2 separate regions of the Sus scrofa genome follow, and region 1 is linked to region 2. A link is a contact called in public targeted proximity ligation data. All regions are on one chromosome and are shown on one strand. The core of a region is the stretch at or near the end of the contact, and the rest is flanking DNA. Distances in the headings are between cores, read along the strand shown.

Region 1 (7,173 bases), core at 3,645-6,144, 180 kb after region 2:
CAGCATTCGGCTATTATTCAGTGATGTGCATCTATCTGAATTAGAGTAAAGCTAAACTTTTGTAATAAAGAGACACAATATTACAGTTTCACAAACACTGAAATTTGTTACTCCCTCACCCAAGGGCTGCATAGGGCAAGCAACCGAAGTCATCAGACTGGCTGTGCTCCACGAGGCCACTGGAGACCCCAGGGCGTTCCACGAGACTGCTGCCATCCGCCGCAGCATTATTCTCAGCTGCATGGTTGAAGCCGGGTCAAGGAACCCCATGATCTACCTCGTAGGAAAGAAAAGGGAGCATGGGGGATATTTTGTCCTATATTTGAAGGCCTACGCTCAAAATTAGCAAACGTCATTTCTGCTCCATTCCATCGTGAGTATGTAGGCATTTCATCCCACGGCTTCAAACAAGGCTGAGAAGTGTGTTCTCTGACGATGCACCAAGCCACAGCTGTTTTACTGAAGAGGAGGGACAGGATGGATTGCGATGGACATTTCAAGCATCCATCCCATAGGCTCTCCTGTCAGTTTTTGTAACCCCCAGTGTTCTACTCTGCAGGCTTTAAAGTGCAAGCTCTAAACCTGTATCCATCAGATTCTCTAGTCCCTAGAGTAAATATACCTTGCGTCAGTTTAAAAAAATAAATTCTTTCACACTCTGTAGGAAGTTATGAGTAATATGTTAAAACAATTACTCTCTTAGACCATGCCTTCCTGTATGAGCTTTCTTAGAACCCAGGTACCATTCTGCAAGCAGCCCGAGCCTCATGGAGGCTACATGAAGACGTTCTGGTCAATGACCCCAGCTAAGCCCAGCCTTCCAGACGTCCCAGCCCAGACACCAGACAGGAGAGTGAAGAAGCCATCTTGGGGACAGATCTTCAGGTCTCAGCTATTTTGCCCGTCTTTGTTCAAGTCATCAGCTGTTAAAATCATCTTATTTAAGGCCACAGACATTACAGGAAGAGACAAACAATCCCTGTTATGGCCCTGTCCAAATTTCTGAATTTAGAATTTGGGAGCATGATAAAGTGGTTTGTTTGTTCGTTTTAGGGGTGGGGGAGGAACAGATATACATATTGATAGATAGCTGAAATGTACATTCCAGGCTGGATATTTAGGTAAATCTTCTTGAACTTGCCATGGATAGAATTTTTCTGAAACATTTAATTTACATTCTGTAAACTAATCAGTTAAAAATGAAGTTTAGCTTGTATGTAATTCACTCATTTATTTGACATTATTTATGGAGTACCTACAATTTACTGGGGTTATATCTATAAACCACACACCTTAGGACACAACTATGTTCACTCTCATGTTTGCTGAGTAGATTTTAGTCCTTTTGAGTGAAAAAATAATCTCCATAGCATTTAGTATATGCAAAGCTCATTATGAATAGAAAGTGCTTGAAAAGAACTCGTTCAATTGAGAAAGATTTAAAAATTTTGTAATACTCGCATATATATGTACCCATTTTTCATGTTCATACCTATAGTTTATTCAGGGATGGCCGAATAGATGTGTATTTTCTAATTAAAAGTAAGGACTACTAGTTAGAAGTCCTTATAAAATATAAAAATGAATTTTAAAATATATCACTTTATAAAGATTCTTATGAAGGGTTTCCTATTAAGGATGCTATTTTGGAAGAGTACGACAGTCATTTGCATACTTATTTTTATATGCTGGTAATTCACATGATCTGTTTATTGCTTTTACAGTTTAACTGTAAGCTTCTCGCCAAATGAAATTTTTAAAGTATCTTATCATCACACACGCATAGCAAGCTGTTTGAATGGTATAAAATATAAGATCCACATTTCAATTGCTTTATCCTGTTGCCTGTCACAACCAGAGCTTCCTAAAGTTCTCCTTTATTAGAACAAAATGTGGATGATTCCAACACTACGCTTCAGCTGCTGTCATCATTTGAATGAGATAAGCTCTCAGCAAGATGTATTCAAGAAACTATGGTTCAAACTGTGTTATCCTGCTCTACAGCAATCTGCTAAACATTTCTGAAGCAATTTAGACAGCTGTGACTTACTTCCAAACAATGTGGGCACTTAATCTATTGACTCGAAATTGGGGCTGCAGAGAGGATATTCAAAGTTTTCTCATGAGTTCATCTGCTACACAGAAAAACACTTCCTATTTTTTACGTGTTAAGAATGCAAAGCTATTCAGAACTGTCTACGTGAAAGTAAAGAATGAAAACGACTGACCTTATAAGTTAGGTTTTTATTAAAGTTGGTAGTAATGGAGATGGAATGATATGATACCACTTATTTTGGGTATAAACATATTTTAAGCATTTTTACTCAACAGAATATGACATGCTTTTAATTATTTTCCCGGTTTTGTTGGTCTTAGTGTAAATGCGTCTTCAGTATTGGAAAAGGGCTCACTCGTATTATCAATACCTTTTTTCATTCTTTTCTTACACTGATAAACTCTGCATTTGGAGGAAGTAATTATCATTCACCCCAGAAATGTGTGCCTTCCTGACTTGAAACACCTTTCAAACATAATTCTTTGTGGAGTTCCCATCGTGGCGCAGCAGAAACAAATCTGACTAGGAACCGTAAGGTTGTGGGTTCGATCCCTGGCATCATTCAGTGGATTAAGGATCCAGCATTGCTGGGAGCTGTGGTGTAGGCTGGCAGCTATAGCTCCGATTGGACCCCTAGCCTGGGAACCTCCTTTTTAGGGTGCAACCTTAAAAAGACAAAAAGACAAATAATAATAACAATAATTCTTTGTACTGAAACAGTTAATGAAATGTTACATTAGTCAACTACATTGTTACCTTTGATACTGATCAAATCATATTAAAATTTGAAGTTGTTTATAATATGACCATCAATATATGAATAAATATAAAGGAATGTAGACACATAGAGGCTTATTAAAATGGGGAAAATAAATGCTCTTTTTTTTAACTTCTTTCAGTGGGTATTTTAAGAGGTATTTAGTTTTGTGGACTATAATATATTATAGCTCACTGTGTAGACATCACTTGGTTTAACTGTATGATGTTAAAAATCAGTAGATAAGCTGGATTTTCTCATTTTCAACTTCTTGCTTTGACATTATATGAGTATAGTTAAAAGACTAATAAAGCAAATGATTTCTTACAGCCTGTTGATTATTTAGCAGATTTTACATGACCTCGAATTTTCAGTTTGTTTGTTTTGCTTTTTAGGGCCACACCTGTGGCACATGGAAGTTCCCAGGCTAGGGGTTCAATCGGAGCTGCAGCTGCCGGCCTACACCACAGCCACAACAACATAGGATCCAAGCTGCATCTGTGACCTACACCACAGCTCATGGCAACGCTGGATCCTTAACCCACTGAGGGGAGCCGAGAACAACCTGAGTCCTCGCAGAAACTAGTTCGGTTCCTTATGGCTGAGTGACAACGGGAATTCCTCAAAATTTCACTTTTAAACTGTCATTCTAAAACAATTAACCTTCTGATGCATTTTTCTCTTCCCACTGCCTTGTGGTGTAGACAAACACTGCCAGTCATGACAGCTCCGAATGACTCGTCCTTCATTTGTACCTGTTTTACTTGCCCTAGGTACCAAGTGAAAGTTGATCTAAATTTGGGCCTTCTCTTATCCCTTAAATGCCACAAGAATTTAAATTTCTTAGCTATAAAAATACACTCAAGTCATTTGTTTTTCTTTGAGAAGTAAATGAGGCCAGAAGCTGTGAAAACGTTTGTGAAAAGCAAAGCTAACTCAAAGTATTGAAGGTCTGATTTGTCATCGGTATACAGGTCACACAGAACATCCTGGGTCTCAGGCAGGGTTAATGGTTGAAAAGACAGGACGTTCCTGAGAAATGCGAAGTGTGATCGGCAAGGTTTTCTACATATTCATTCCTTCGACACTTGCTGTGACATTGATGGGGTCTCTTTGATGAGACTGGCTTGTAGACAAATGGTAGTTACAACTATAAGCCGCAAAGTATGTTTTTCAATATATCGTCCTTTCTTCCCCTGACGTAGACCCCCTGCCCTGCCCTACTCACCTCCTCCTCTACCCCACATGGTTAGAAATCACTTGAGTGGATTGGGGAAGAAAGACACGTAGAACGGGGTAATATCCCACAGCTATAGCGTCAGTTTATTTCAGGGTTTGGATTTTTTTGGGTCTGTATATATACTTTTAAAAATCTACAGTTCTAAGGTGATTTGTACCTAACCCATCCCAAGAGAACAATTCTAACCTTAAAGTTTCCAAAAGAAAAAAAAAAAATCCCTCTATTCCCCATAAATTACTATCTTTAAATCCTTCCTTTTGTCAAATCCCATACCTTTTTTTTTTCAGTCAAATTTAAGTTCGTTCTCCATTCTCTGTTGAAAAATGGAAGAACGCTGATCTCTACACTCAGAAATTGAAAATAAACTAATTGACTGATATAGGTCTATATTAGAATTAGGTTAATTAGATGACATTTAACTCTCTGTCCAGCAATTGTCAATCTGTTTAGATATGATTCAAATTCAGTTTTCTTAATAATTAAAGGAATATGTTAGGGTCCCATTTACTTCTTAATTTGAATGATCCTGTGGACCTGATCAATATGATTAGCCAAGCTACAGAAAAGAGAATTCAGTTTCATTTGAGACGCAGTTTAAGATTTGAGTTCTACCTTTGGTTTAAATTGCCCCTAAATTTTATTGTTATCGTTTTTTTACCTGATTGTGTCACACTCTTTTATATTTCTCTGTATGACTGTCTTGGCATCTGTTTAATTGAGCCACAGAGTAAAATCGTAAAGAACAAGGAGGCAAATAGAACGGAACAACAGTAGAGCTTAGAGGTTGAATAAAGCATTCAATTTTGCCTTGCTCCAGAGAGCCCCTACTGGCTCTAAGTTTCACTCCTTGAGACGGAAGTGAAGCTTCTCTTTCTGCCTCTTTGCCTTGGTGCTCACTGTAACCCAGCCATCACATATAGTAAAACGTAGCCTGTCCTCAAAGGACATGAGACTATTACAACTCTTTTATGATGACTTTTTCATAGGCAAGAATACCATATATATGTTCTTCTTGTCTGTAAAGCACATATAAAGGGCTTATTTTCATATCCTTAGCGTACTACTTTTGGAATATGCTCTTTAGTACTGTGGTATTTTTCCTAATTACTCATTTCTAATTATACTCACAAGTCATCATTAATCATGATATTTTACTTCCTTATTCAGTTAAAGACTTCCACAACGTTCTTTACGCAGTTAAACATTCACACAAGACACCCTGAATTATACAGTGTACTAAGCTCTTGAATGCTGTACTTGAAACTTAAATTTATCTAATTTTAAACTATACAATTAAGAAAAGAGTTAAACTATACAATCATCGAAAATAATCTTGAAATTCTTCTTTGAAAAACATATTGCAGTAGATTGAAGGAGAAATGTTACATGACCACCAACGTATGTCTTCAGTATTGGTTAGCAAGCTTAAGGGTTTTGTTTTTGGTTTTGGTTTTGGTTTTTTTTCTTTGTCTTTTTGCCTTTTCTAGGGCCACTCCTGCGGCATATGGAGGTTCCCAGGCTAGGGATCCAATTGGAGCTACAGCTTCCAGCCTACACCACAGCCACAGCAGCATGGGATCTGAGCCATTTCTGCAGCCTACACCACAGCTCACAGCACTGCTGGATCCTTAACCCACTGAGCAAGGCCAGGGATGGAACCCACATCCTCATGGATCCTAGTCGGGTTCGTTAACCGCTGAGCCATGAAGGGAACTCCCTAAGATAATTGGTTTTTAAGGGATAATTAACCTCTGTACTCTCTTCCTACCTCACCCATTATCCGTTTATTTTCAAGTTTTGTCTGTTTATAACTTCATTAGTGGGTCTTACATCTGTCCCTTTATTTTTCCCCTAAGGCCACTTTCCTAGTCATGGTCCCCAATATAGGTCACGGGCGCATAGCAGCTCTTCAATCACAGGTGTTTTTGATGGGCTATTCCTGCCAACTTGGCTGCACCATTTTCTGGAGCTAGGATCTGCTATCAACATCGCCGTCAAATTCTTTAGGCCCCGACAGCATTTTTTCTTAGCTGGTTTTTTTTTTTCTTTCTTTCTTTCTTCATCTGGAGCTACGAGCTACACCTGAACGCCTGGATTCCTTCTTTTCTCTACTCATGACAACTCCTGTAGCACCTCTCCGGCAGCAACATCTCTGATTGTTCCTTCTGAATTGCTAGAGGAGCGAGCCGTGGTCTCAGAAGTTGCTCGTTCTCTGTCCTCACCCCCCACCCCCACCCCCAAGCCTAACTTCAAGCTAGTCTTCGTGACCATAAGGTGGGACTTTCTTTCCCAGGAGGCTACTGACATGCACTCAGGTTCCCACAGGAGCCCAGCTGGCCAGCAGACTTATCCCATTTGGCATTTGACCTAAACAAGTGAGATCGCCTGCGTATTTAGTGCTGGCAGCTGGTCTCAGCTCTCTGTCCCATTCGAAGCTTTGCCGTAATGTCTCTCGGATTTGGGGTTACACTTTCAACATTCTGCTGCTGCTACACATAAAGGATGAAATTCAAATCCATGGCGCACTTAGGAATGTACTGAAATAGGCTTTGGTGTTGTGAATTCACCAGTAATTTGGACCCTCTTTCTTCCCATTGTGTAAATCCCAGAAGGATGCAAGAGAAAGAAAAGGATATTGTCCTAGGGAGACCTCAGGCCTTCTCTAAAACAGAGCGCATTGGCGGCAGACTTTAAGAGCACACCTCTTCCTAGGAAGAAGTTCCCTGCCATGTCCCCCCTGTCCTTCACGGCAGGTAGGTACACCACGGCCCCGTGACCCTGAGGTGGAACACATCGCCGTTGGTGGGTCTTTTTTTCTCTCCACAAGTTTTATAATTAAGGAGTGGTTAGATTTTTGCTTGAACTCAGTCGGGGTGCATTTAAATATTAGATGCCCCTCTCGATTTTGATCAGGGACCACACTCTCAGAGCACACACAGGGGTTACATGGTTATGCACGTGACCAAAGTAGGAGGCGCATAAGGAGAACAATGCTGTAAGCTTGAGGATAATGACCACTGGCCCAGAGCACAGTGTCTGGGATATCTTAAGAAAGGATGGGGGAGTCCCACTGTGGCTCAGTGCTAATGAACCCGACTGGTATCCATGAGGATGCCGGTT
Region 2 (7,189 bases), core at 3,782-6,281:
ATTATTGAAGTTTTAGACCTAGCGCATTTTGAAAACCTCTGTAATTTTTAAACTAAATGGTTTTAGATAAATCTAGCCTATGAAAACAAATAGCTTGGGAAATATTGTTCTAAGATTCTTACTTCTGAATTCACTACTACAGGTTGTATGCCAAATGCTTAAATAAGATCAATTTCTAGAAAGATGGCAAAAAGAATTGATATTCTGGGCAGTTCCTTTCAATAGTCCCTTTTTAAAAATTCCTTTATTTTAATTTACCCTAAGAAACGGAAAAAAACATCCTGAGAGTCTGGGTCAGGCTAGAAAGTCAAACTCTGCGGCGCTGGCTTCCTGGCTGCTTTGGTCGGTCGCAGTGTTCCCTTGCACGGTTAGCATCGCCACCATAGGCCGCACGGTTCTGGCATTGTACGGCAGGGTACCTTTAGCTGTATTTTCCATTTATAGCTTGCGTGGTGAGGAGGTTTAATGTCTAATTTGTCTTTCTTTCTTTGCTGTATCCTTTAAACTGTACGGAAAAGGGCCTTGCTTCTAATCTCTCTCCCTCTGCCTGACCGTTCCTTGTAGCAGCGCCTGCTGGTTGAGTCCGTAACTGTGGACTGTCAATCTGAGAAAGGTCTGTTTTGTTCAAGTCCCTATTTTTGCTTTGATTGCAAACCTACTTGTATTGTTCCTAATACATTTTGGTTTTTTTTGTTTTTTTGTCTTTTTGCCATCGCTTGGGCTGCTCCCACAGCTTATGGAGGTTCCCAGGGTAGGGGTCTAATTGGAGCTGTAGCCGTCGGCCTACGCCACAGCCACAGCAACTTGGGATCCAAGCCGCATCCACAACCTATACCACAGCTCACGGCAACACCGCATCTTTAACCCACTGAGCGAGGCCAGGGATCGAACCCACAACCTCATGATTGCTAGTTGTGTTTGTTAACCACTGAGCCATGAGGGGAACTCCGTTCCTAATCCATTTTTGGAATCATACTGGGAGTTTGTTTTTGTTTGGGTTATCCACTGTCTGCCAGGGCTTTGTGAACCCCCCAGAGGCTGAGCGTACTCGTGGGGCTGGATCGAAAGGTTTTCCAGCATCATTGCCCCCACTGGTCTTGGACTGATAATCCTTTATTACAGGGTGAATGAGCCTAACAGTCAGCGTCAGGCTTGTGAGCACACACTGCAGTGGAGAGGACATTGGTCCTTTGCACCTCACAGAAAATTCTGCTCCTGACAGAGTTTACTTAGAAAAAAGTTGTCGAAAATAACTGATTTTTGTGATTAATGAAATAAAGCTTCTTTAATGTTTCTATTAAATGTGATCAGAAAGAATAAGATAGCACAAGAAGAAAACCCAGTAGAACTGTTTTAGGTAGCAGCTGGCTGACTTAACATTCTAGGAAATTGAATCAGTAAAACAAAACAGGAGTTCCCGTTGTGGCGCAGCAGTTAACGAACTTGGCTAGGAACCAGGAGGTTGTGGGTTCGATCACTGGCCTCTCTCAGTGGGTTAAGGATCCAGCGTTGCCGTGAGCTGTGGTGTGTAGGTTGTAGGCGTGTCTCGGATCTGGTGTGGCTGTGGCTGTGGCTGGCAGCTGTAGCTCCGATTAGACCCCTAGTCTGGGAACCTCCATATGCCATGGGTGCAGCCCTAAAAAGCAAAAAAAAAAAAAAAAAAAAACAGAGAATATAGTGAATTTTGGAGTTTTTGTTTTGTTTTTTGTTTTTTTCCCCTTTTATGGCCGCACCTGCAGAATATGGAAGTTCATGGGCCAAGGATGGAATCCAAGCCACAGGTGCAGCAGTGCTGGATCCTTAACCTACTGTGCTGGGCCATGGGTTGAACCTGCACCTCTGCTGCAACCTGAGCAGTTGCAGTCAGGGTCTTAACCTTCTGCACCACATCGGGAACTCCTGGAAAGTGGTAAAGACAAGATAGCTACTATGGCCCCACTTGTGAAGATCCCGGGTGAGTATGGTAAAGCACTAAGCGGAAGGGGGAAGAAAGCCTGCCTTCCTTGCAAAAGACCTGAGGGTTGCAAATCAAGAATTGCATGCATCACTGGGGACTGTATCCTTTAACATTTAAGAAGTTTTATTAATAGAAGTTTGCAAGCAACCTCCAGTAGAAATGTTACTTTGAAGGGACCTAAAGTGTTATTGACAGGTTACTTCTCTGACAAATGCTAACACAGTGAAGTTAACCCTGACAGGTTACTTCTCTGACAAATGCTAATACAGTGAAGTTAATCCTGACTCTTATTTGTTGTGTGACACAGAAAGGAAATCATAGTACAGTCTTTTTTAAAAGCAAATTTATACATAAATCCACAAAAATACAGAGCAGAATTCCATTTGCTAATTGTCTTTGTATTTGTTTTGTCTTTTTAGGGCTGTGCCCAAGTCATATGGAGGTTCCCAGGCTAGGGAACAGCCTCAGCAACTCAGGGTCCGAGCAGCATCTGCAACCTACACCACAGCTCACGGCAACGCCGGATCCTTAACCCGCGAAGCAAGGCCAGGGATCAAACCCACTTCCTCATGGATATCAGTTGGGTTCTTTAACTGCTGAGCCACCGCTGAGGAGCTCCCCGTTTGCTCATTGTCGTGTGGAACAGTGTTGATGACTATTGACTGGTGTTTGTGGTTCTTCTCCCTTGGGCCACGTGGTTGTATGTCTCCTCTCCTTCTGAACTTCAGCATCAGTCCATGACGGGCTTTGGCCGGCAGCTTGCGAGTGGAAATGTTAGAAACCTTCAGGTCAGCGCGTGGTTTGGGTCCCCGTTTCTCCAGCAGGGTGACTGGCATGTCTCGGGTGCTGGGAGTTTCACTGTCTTGAGTAAAGATGGCGTAGAGGGCAGTCCCGTCCCCTGTAGACATGTAGTATGAATAAGAAAGCTTGGTTATAGGCCGCCTAACTTCTGGAACTCTTTCCCCCAAATAACTCCGTTTATCTTAACACGTAACTACTGGAAGGAGAATAACCCACACCTGTGGTTAGCGCTTATGATCTAAGAAGCTGATACGTAGGAAACACGGTGATGTCAAGACAGTTTAATCACCTCAACACTTAACTTCTTCTGGGGGATGCTCGGAATTAGAGTAATGCTCTGTCACTCCCTCCAAAATGCATGGGTTTGATGCGGTTTCATTCAAAAACAAGAGAAATTTTTTTTTCTTTGTTTTTTTTTTTGGTTTTTAGGGCCATGGCATGTGGAAGTTCCCAGGCTCGGGGTCAAATCAGAGCTGTAACTGCCAGCCTACACTACAGCCACAGCAATACCAGATCCAAGCCACATCTGCCACTTATACCCCAGGTCACGACAACACTGGATCTTTAACCCACTGATTGAGGCCAGGGATTGAACCTGCATCCTCATGGATACTAGTCGAATTCATTTGCTCTGTGCCACGACGGGAACTCCAGAAGTCAGTAGTATTTTGATGGGAGCGAATTTTAATTTTTAATTAAGATATAGCTTGCAGGTAATGAATTCTGACATTGCATATACTGGCGTAACTAGCACACTAATCAAGATGTTTAGCCCATTTCTCTCACTTCAGAAGTCCCCTTAATGCCTCTTTTTAGTCCTAGGTCACCTCTCCCCCCAACCCAGGAGCAACCACTGTACATCATAAATTATTTTGCTTGTTTTTGAACTTCCTATAAATAGTATTTTCTTGTATATAGTATTTTTGTGTATGTGTGACTGATCTTTTTTGGCTGAAATGCATTTAGGTCCCTGCATGTATTCATTTATTTGCTGAGGGGTATTCCGTAGTACGTTTTCCCGGTGTTACATGGGACATGTAACACAGTCCCAGGGGATGTTTGGGTTGTCTCCAGTGTTTAGCTCACATGAGATGAATAATGCTGCTGTGCACATTCTCGTATGAGACTTTTGTAGGCAGATACTTAGGTGGAATTTCCACATCCCAAGGTAGGTAGGTGCCAGAGGAGTTGGACCATTGTAAACCAGTGTAAATAATTTGGGCAGTTATTCTCAATTCATTCTTTTTTTTTTTTTTTTTTTTTTGTCTTTTTACTATTTCTTGGGCCGCTCCCACGGCATATGGAGGTTCCCAGGCTAGGGGTCCAATCGGAGCTGTAGCCACCAGCCTACGCCAGAGCCACAGCAACGCGGGATCCGAGCCGCGTCTGCAACCTACACCGCAGCTCACGGCAACGCCGGATCGTTAACCCACTGAGCAAGGGCAGGGACCGAACCCACAACCTCATGGTTCCTAGTCGGATTCGTTAACCACTGCGCCACGACGGGAACTCCCTCGATTCATTCTCAAAAATTAAAGAGATGGAACTCTTCGTTTTAGAATATGGTAAAATGTCTTAGTAAATACTAGAGATACCACCTCGATTCATGGATTAAGAAGTGTGTGTGTGTGTGTGTGTGTGTGTGTGTGTGTGTGTGTGTAGTAGCTAAATAACATGTGTTGACTGTTTACCTTTTTGGTTTTTTTATTTTGTGTGGGGCCGCTCCCGCGGTATATGGAGGTTCCCTGGCTAGGGGTCTAATGAGAGCTGTAGCCACCGGCCTACACCAGAGCCACAGCAACTCGGGATCCGAGCCGAGTCTGCGACCTACACCACAGCTCACGGCAGCGTAGGATCCTTAACCCACTGAGTGAGGCCAGGGATTGAACCCGCAACCTCATGGTTCCTAATTGGATTTGTTAACCACTGAGCCATGACGGGAACTCCTGTTTACCTTTTTGGATGGGGAACTTGATCGGAGTGTCAGAGATTGTACCGTCTAGATGGAAGGAGTAGTGCTGGCATGTACATTATAATAGTGCTATTAAAGATACATAGAGACTTGCTCCCTGGTGTTAATTTTACGAAAGTCAGCATGTGGTTAAGAATTGGCAAGTTCCCTTGTGGCACAGCCGGTTCAGGATCCAGCATTGTCACTGCAGTGGCTCAGGTCGCTGCTGCTTCATGGGTTTGATCCCTGGCCCGGGAGCTGGTAAAAGACAGCTTGTTTCTGGGACCATGTGAGGTCGTGCGTGTGTGCCCACACAGCGATTGGCAGACTGCTTCCTCGTCAAGGCTGGTTATACCCCACGTTACAGCCGCCCTGTACACTTCCTCCTTGACCGGAGCAGCTTTTAAAAAGGCTACATCATTTAGATTTTCTTCCAGAAAATCCATTATACATTCTGGCTTTTTTTCTGAGCCATCTGCCCTCTTCCATCTTACTCATGCCCTTAATATGATAGTCTAGTTGTAACATCGTGATGTGCTACTTGAGTTATTTTGGAAATTTTATATCTTATAAAAAATGCCATGTTTTGAGCAGTAAAGTGTAAAAAAAAAAAGGAATGGTTCTCAGCACAAGCCACATATTGTTGAATGAGTCATGTAAATCATTCCCACGTATGTGGAAAAATTACATCATTACCCAGTTCTGGGTTTTCTGTTTATTCTATACTAGGCCAGCTTTTTTTTTTTCTCCCCCTAGTCCAACTGATCTTTTTGAGGCAGTACAAAGCAAGCACTAAAAGAAATTTGGAGTAAGTTACTTTTGAGCCAAAAGGAAAATGCTATGAAATGAAGCACCTTGACTAACCGAAACTGTGTCTTTATAGTTCTGGGGAGACTTTAAAGATGTGACTTAGGGAGTTCCCTGGTGGCCTGGCTACTAAGAATTCAGCTTTATACTGCTGTGACTCAAGTTCGATCCCTGGCCTGGGAACTTCTGAATGCCATGGAGAAGGCTTAAAAAAAAAAAAAAGCGAGTTAATAAGATAAAGTATTATCTTAGTACATTTATTATGTTAATTAAAATATTAAAGTTGGAGTTCCCGTCGTGGCACAGTGGTTAACGAATCCGACTAGGAACCATGAGGTCGCGGGTTCGGTCCCTGCCCTTGCTCAGTGGCTTAACGATCCAGCGTTGCCGTGAGCTGTGGTGTAGGTCGCAGACGCGGCTCGGATCCCGAGTTGCTGTGGCTCTGGCGTAGGCCGGTGGCTATAGCTCCGATTCAACCCCTAGCCTGGGAACCTCCATGTGCCGCGGGAGCGGCCCAAGAAATGGCAACAACAGCAACAACAACAACAACAGACAAAAAGACAAAAGACAAAAGACAAAAAAAAAAAAAAAAAAAAATTAATGATGACCTTTGATTTTTTTTAACTTAAAATTTGTCAAGTAACTTTAGATTTGAAGGCCACAGTAGTTTTTTGTTCTGTGCATGTTTGTGTTTTGTTTTTTTTTTTACTAGGAAAGTTAGATTCACTTTTCTTTTTCTTTTTTGACTGTACCTGCTGCATGTGGAAGTTCCTGGGCCAGTGATCAAACTCACAGCAGGGACTCAGGCCAGAGCAGTGACAGTGTCGGATCCTTAACCCCCAGGCCACCAGGGAATTCCTGGACTTTTTTTTCCTCCTGCAAGTACAGATTTTATGTTACTTTCAAGTAAGTTTGAAAAATCATCATTGGTTTACGTACTTAAGTTACTTCCCAGGTTTAGTGGTGTTCGTATGAGGAGGAAGCAGAGCGATCCGTCCTGACCATCCCATCCGTGTAATTTTTCCTGCTTTCCTTGGCCGTTCGAGTTGCAGAAGGTGTGGCAAATGGGGACCCTGTCTCTGTCCCAGTGGCATGGGCTCGGGATGGTCCAAGTGAGATTTGAGTGTTCGGAGAAAAATGACATTTCCCCAAACTGTCTGAATGAGTGGTGCCCTTGTTCACTTGCTTTCTCAGCTAGAACCCTAAGACCTTACTGTGATCACTGTATTCTCTTGATGAGCTTTGTAGTTAATAAATACCGTACGTCAATAGTCTAGAAGACTCAGCGCAGTTCCCACGGAGGTCCTTGCTTCTGTTCTCCCTCCTCTGCTGTTCCACTGGTCAGGCAACCTTCAGGAAGGCACTGTGATACTTTCAAAGTCTTGTGGAGATTAGCGTTATAATTGGTGCTCTTACCCAGAATGAATGTCAAAATGTCAGGATATTATTGTCTCGTTTTTATTTTCGCAGCAATAAATAGCTACACCAAGCAACTCAGTTTGAACTTTTTTTTTTTTAATTTTTTTTTTTTTTATTTTATGGCCACACTTACGGCATATGGAAGTTCCCCCGCCAGGGATTAAATCTGAGCCGCAGGTGTGACCTACACCGCAGCTGCGGCAACACCAGATCCTTTAATTCATTGGGTCGGGCCAGGGATTGAACCCGCACCT

What was found.
Region 1: a contact with region 2 is called in a targeted proximity ligation map of alveolar macrophages. A contact is called at or near these places in 16 of 47 Hi-C or Micro-C datasets (alveolar macrophages, brain, embryonic fibroblasts and 8 more) and 2 of 2 datasets of targeted methods (alveolar macrophages and skeletal muscle).

Annotation. Positions count from the first base shown.
Region 1 is chr4:127,718,422-127,725,594 of Sscrofa11.1, forward strand. No RefSeq gene overlaps it. Among named protein-coding and RNA genes, the nearest start is that of PKN2, 12 kb to the left of the region's middle.
Region 2 is chr4:127,539,485-127,546,673 of Sscrofa11.1, forward strand. The region is part of intron 2 of GTF2B (transcription initiation factor IIB); the gene reads left to right. Among named protein-coding and RNA genes, the nearest start is that of GTF2B, 20 kb to the left of the region's middle.